Regions from separate parts of the Mus musculus genome. Here region 1 is linked to region 2. The links are chromatin contacts, called in public HiCAR-type maps. All regions are on one chromosome and are shown on one strand. Each heading gives the region's core, a stretch centred on a gene start, on an enhancer-like site or on the middle of the called end of the contact. The rest is flanking DNA. Distances are from core to core; before and after follow the strand shown. Region 1 holds the start of Tmem200c (transmembrane protein 200C). Region 2 holds the start of Mtcl1 (microtubule crosslinking factor 1).

What was found. HiCAR-type assays count read pairs that join an accessible place to other places.
Region 1: a HiCAR-type map of astrocytes shows a contact between it and region 2, with 7 times the contacts expected there. The contact joins the promoter of Tmem200c here to the promoter of Mtcl1 in region 2. A contact is called at or near these places in 1 of 39 promoter capture datasets (liver) and 1 of 115 datasets of contacts at active chromatin or transcription factors (astrocytes).

What each region holds. Positions count from the first base shown.
Region 1 is chr17:68,835,852-68,838,566 of GRCm38.p6, reverse strand. It overlaps Tmem200c (transmembrane protein 200C), which reads right to left and starts at 1,431. Exons shown (of 2, transcript NM_001206661.1): 1 at 1,034-1,431.
Region 2 is chr17:66,448,456-66,451,258 of GRCm38.p6, reverse strand. Mtcl1 (microtubule crosslinking factor 1) reads left to right here and starts at 1,509. Exons shown (of 14, transcript NM_172963.4): 1 at 1,509-2,803. The coding sequence starts at 1,914.

The sequences.
Region 1 (2,715 bases), core at 182-2,681, 2.4 Mb before region 2:
AATACACAGGAGAGTAAGTATAAACACCAAATATACTCGCCCCACATGTTTATACTTATTGTATGTCGCAACATAAAATTTGCTGCTTTAGTTGAACTGTAGGCTCCAGGTCTTTAATAGTCTTGAAGTCTAGATTGGCTTCAAGAGACTTTAAGGTCTAGGCATTTTAGAAACAAAGCCAGCTTCAGCAGCCAGGGTGGCTCTCTGAAGAGAGATGCCCCCCGGGAGCTGGATGTCATGAAAGAGGCACCTTTCTGCATTCCTCTTCTGCAAGCCAGCTTTACATCCAGCAGAATATAAGAAAAGTTGGAATAGATTTTAACAAGGTTTACAGAAGATGTTTAAAATTAGTTTAATAGCTTCTAATTATTCCCTAGTTTATTATTCTTCCAGCTCTCTTGAAAGACGAACTCCTTTTCAGCATATCACGATCTGACACAGAATACTGACAGAGGTCAGGTGACACAGAAAAGCCCCCCCCCCCCAAGCTTTCCTTAGACCAAAGGAAGGAAAACAAACTTAGCAGTGGATCTGTCTGCCTTTGCAACTGGCTGCCTGGCGCGAGTCCTGCCTTGGTTAAGGAATGGAGGATGGGGAAATCAAATGAGGGATGTCTAAAAATACAACTGCTTCCAAGAGAGAGAATCAAGTTCTCTGCTCATGATGGATAGAACCCAGCATCAAAGACTTAGGGCCCCAGATTGTGAGCGATGCTGTGCCCTGCACCCAACCCAGGTCCTCGACCCCCGGCCCCTGGCCCTCAGGGCCGCGAGTCTCTTGCCCTTGCTTTGGTCTAGTCACATGAGTGCAGCAGCTACGAGTCCGCCTCAAGTGAAGTGAAGGCAATCCCCAACTCGCCTTTTCTGGGCAGCGCAGTCCTGGTAGCACGCCCAGGAGAACACCTGACTCAGAACACCGGCCAAGGGGCCTGGGCTCGGGGACAGGAGGGCTAGTGAAGGGCGCTCGGAGGCCGGGGATTGACAGAAATGCTCAAAATGGAGGCACTCTAAGCAAACAATAATCGCTCACTTACCCAGGGAGACCGGGGCAGCTCGGGAGACACAAAGAACCATGGAGAAACTTTTCAGCCCGAGCCGACGGCGGAGCGCAGGGACAGCGCCCCGGAGCCCCGGGAGCGAGAGCGGCTGGACAGCCCGGTGGGGACGAACCTGCGCCAGGGGCTCGCAGTCCCCTCAGGCGCGGTGGCGGAAGCCATTTCCAAGAGTTTCCAAGAAGTGTCAGGTCCTCCGCATCCCGCGCGCCGCCTGGAGCCCTTCTTCCCTCGGGCGCGCCTTCCCTGTTGCCACGGTCCCCTCCCGCTGCGCACACTGCCGACCCTGCGGCCGCGCGCTCTCCAGCCCTGCGCCTCTTTTGTGTGGCTGCGGCGCGCCGGGCTCCGCCGGGTGGAGTTGAGCCCGCGGCGGCTGCTCCGGGCGGCCGGACTGGCGGCTGTTGCTAAGAGACCGGAGCCATGACACAGGGAAATTGCGGCAGGATGGCAGTAGGTACCCGGCCCGGCTTGGCTCTCAGGGGGGCACCCGCCCCCCGCCCCGCCCCCTCTACCCCCAGCCCCTCCCCCGCCTCCTCTCCAGCCTGCCGTCCGTCCCTTCGACAGCGACTTGTCCCCCTTCCCAAGAGGGGCACCAGGGGAGGCGACACCTGCACCGCGTGCTTGAACCAGGTCGGGGCGCGATCGTGTAAGGCAAGGTTCTGAACGCAGCTGAAACGCCTTCAGCCTCAGCTGACAGCTTGGTTCTCTTTCCCCAACTACCTGTCTGAGCACCTAACCCAAGAGGATCCAGAGAAACGCCAGCCCCTCCCAGGGAGTTCCCCATCAGGATCTGAGTGATGCTGTCCCTGAAGACAGGGATTATTCTTCAGGTCTCTGGTCCCTCAGGCTCCCATCCTCTCTGCTCTCCCTTTTTCTTATTACAGTGCACACAGCCTCGCCCCCTACCCCACCTACACTTGAGAGTTTGCAGCGTGGATGCCCCAAGAACACAGTAAGTGCCCCCCCCCCCCCAACGAACCAAGCCAGGACGGGCCGGAGCGGAGCGGAGCGGGCTCACAAACTAGGTGCTCTCACCACCGGACTCACATAAACCTCTGTCAAATGCTATCACACTTGAGCAGAACTGGGCTGTGTAACTGGCCTTAAGGGACCTCAAGGGCTCCCTGGAATATGGGCCTTTGAGTCTCTTCTGAGGTTAGAATGGGCTGAAAGATGCTTAGGCAGGCCCTACAGTTCCCTCCCTCTACCCTCTGGGGTAACCCAAGCCTTCAAAAAGAAACACGTTCTTAGGGAATGGCAATCAGGGTTAGCTTCAAAGAGGAGAAATGGGGGTAGGGAGGTTACTCAAACTCTCTATGTCATTTGAAAAGCAGAGAAGAACACACACACACACACACACACACACACACACACACACACACACGAGGGAGAGAGAAATCCTATTTTTTATCTTCATATTTTCATTCTCTCTCAAGCACATAGTAGAAATGACAGGGAAAAGAATTTTCAAATGGAATTTCCCCACTGAGTGTTAAGAAAGTTAGACAGGTTTCAATTAGTTATTAAAATGACGTGGCTAGGATTCAGGCAGAGAGGAAGAGAAAGGCAGATAAAATCAAGGCTCCCGAAAATTAGGCATCCAGGCAAGGGTCTTGTAATGGCGACTGTGGTGGGTGCTGCTTACTGTTCAAGAATTTAGCAGG
Region 2 (2,803 bases), core at 260-2,759:
TTATTACGGATTATATAGGGTGTGCCTCACTTTCAGAAGATTTTCACAAAAGTGACTCGCAAAGTCCAGGCCTGTAAGTGCAAATTGTGTCGGAAGGTTTCAATAGGATCTGAGCTCAAGCCCCAACAAGACATTCTATCTTCTGGTTTATAATCAAAAAAAAAAAAAAAAAAAAAAAAGCCATTTCCTGCAGCTTCTGACGGTTCGGGCTACGGAAGGCCATTCTGTCGTTAAGACCACGGACTTTGAGTACAATTTTCCTTTAACATTTCAAGTCTGTACTCTCCTCGTGCTTCGGGATGCAGTCACCCACACCATGCCCTCTGCCCCACCCTGCGGCTCTGGGATCTTTCTCAGCAAATAAGATCAACCAGAATCCTTCACTTTCCACTCCACAGCTTTAGGTCTAAGCCCTGTCCCACTTAACTGTGCTGTGAACTTCAAGACCAGCATCTTTCAGGAAACACACAGGATTTCCCCGCTGGCGTCTTCTTCTTGTTCATCCCTGCTCCCCAAATCCCGAATCTAGATAGAGGACAACTTAGACTTGTCCTCGGGGCGCTTATTGCCCAACATCCAAAGCCTGGGATATAAACCACACGGAACATCTGTCAAAAGCACTTTACAGTGGACGGGTGAGTCCTTCTCTTTGCTCAGTTAATCAGAATACATCTACATTCGGTTTTCTCTGATTCTACAGGTGAGGCGGGAATCGGAGACCCAAAAGGTCAAGTACCTTGCCCACGGAGCGGAACCCTCAGGCTCCTTGGTGCTCTAAGGCAAACGTGTACTGCTGAGACTCCGGTAGACCTAGGTTTGAATCCCCGCTCAGCCCCGGAGTTCAAACAAGCCACTTCACTTCCTCGTGCCCATGTCTCCTTCTGAAAACAGGATTTCGAATTCGGGACTGTCATCATGCGAGTAGAAGCAGTGCCTGGAGCAAGGTCGCCGGAACTATAAATGTGAGCTCCCTTTCAGACCCCGGCTTGACGAGCTGCTTCTCCGATTTCTACAGCGGCTCCTCCCTTTCAGAGCTGCCCAGGCCACTGGGGGTGCCAACTGTGGAGCGCTGTGTCGGTCCTGACGCTGCATCCGGTACCAGGAATCCTTAAAGAAGCTCTGGGGAGAGCGGTGGGCAGCGAAGCGAAGAGGGGAGGCAGGAGTCAGATAGAGGGGGCTGGGTGGAACAGAGAGAAGGCTGGCACCCACCGCAGAGGGGCCCTCTACCCCGCCTGCACCTGAAGTGTCCCCAAGTGGCCGATGCCCGCCCTCTTCCCTCCCTTCACCCCAGCTTCTTCCCTTCCTAGCCGGCTCAGGGTGGTAGCCCCAGTACATCCAAAGGCAAAGAGTGGTCCTCTGCTGCGTGGACGCGTGGGCACTCGGGCTCTGCGTCTCCCGCGTCCCCCGAGCTGCAGCCCCGCCTCCTGCCCGCCCCGCCCCCTCCCCGTCCCGCTAGCAGGAGGCGGGGCGTGCGCGTCGGGCTGGGGACGGAGGGGGACGCGCGTGCAGCAGCTTCTCTCCGCCGGAGCAGCCGAGCAGAAGCCGTGGCTGCCGATCCCCCGCGGACTGGCAGTGGGCGGGGAGCGGAACTCGGGAGCCGGGCGCGCGTCGCCAGACAAGTGTTTTTGTGCGAGGCCGCGGTGGCGGCCACTTCAGCTCTCTGAACGCACGGTGCAGGGGATGCGAGCGGCCGTGGCGGCTGTGCCAGGAGGATCCGAGCGCCGTTGACCTGAGCGAGGGGACACACTCCCCCGGGTCGGCTGAGTGCGGGGGAGGGGACGGCGGGAGCGCAGGGTGCACGCCGGGCGGGGCAGGGGGTCAGTGATGACCGGGCGCGCGGGGAGGCTGCACGCCGCCGCCGCCGCCCGGAGCATCTGCCGCCTGAGCTGCGGATCGCAGCCGCCGCCCGGGCCATGGAGACGCTGAACGGCCCCGCGGGCGGCGGCGCCCCGGACACCAAGCCGCAGCCAGCCGGCCAGCATCACCGCCACCACCACCTGCACCCGCTGGCCGAGAGGAGGCGGCTGCACCGCGCACCCTCGCCCGCCAGACCCTTCCTCAAGGACCTGCACACGCGGCCCGCCACGGCCACCCCCTCTGCGGGCCGTGCCCCGACTCCCGCGGCTCCTCGCTCGCCTAGCCTTGCCGGGAAGGCGCCGCCGTCGCCCGGGCCCCCGGCCGCGCCCGGTCGCCTCTCCCGACGCAGCGGTGTAGTCCCCGGCGCGAAGGACAAGCCGCCGCCGGGCGCCGGAGCCAGGTCGGCGGGCGGCGCTAAGGCCGTCCCGGGGACCAGGAGGGCGGCGCGCGCGGGGCCGGCGGAGCCACTGTCCCGGGTTGGGAGGCCGACTGGGGCCGAGCCACCGCCTGCCGTCGCGAAGGGTCGCAAAACCAAGCGCGGCCCCGGGACGCCTCCAGCTCGCGCCGTCGTGCCCCCGGCTCGCGCCTCCCGGGTCCCCGCCGTGACCCTCTCTGTGACCTCGGTGGCTGGCTGTCGTATCAACCACACGGACAGCAGCTCGGATCTCTCCGACTGCGCCTCCGAACCCTTGTCTGATGAGCAGCGCCTACTCCCCGCCGCCAGCAGCGACGCTGAGTCGGGCACCGGCTCCAGTGACCGGGAACCCATACGCGGAGCACCCACTCCGAGCTCCGGATCCCGCGGGCCGCCGCCGGGCAGCCCCGAGCCCCCTATCCTGCTCGCGGCGCCCCCTGTCGCCAGTGCCTGTCTCGGGGGCCGAAGCAGCCCAGGCGGGGCCTCCACAGGGTCCCCGGGACCCGGTTCTCAGGAGGATGTTGGGGGCCG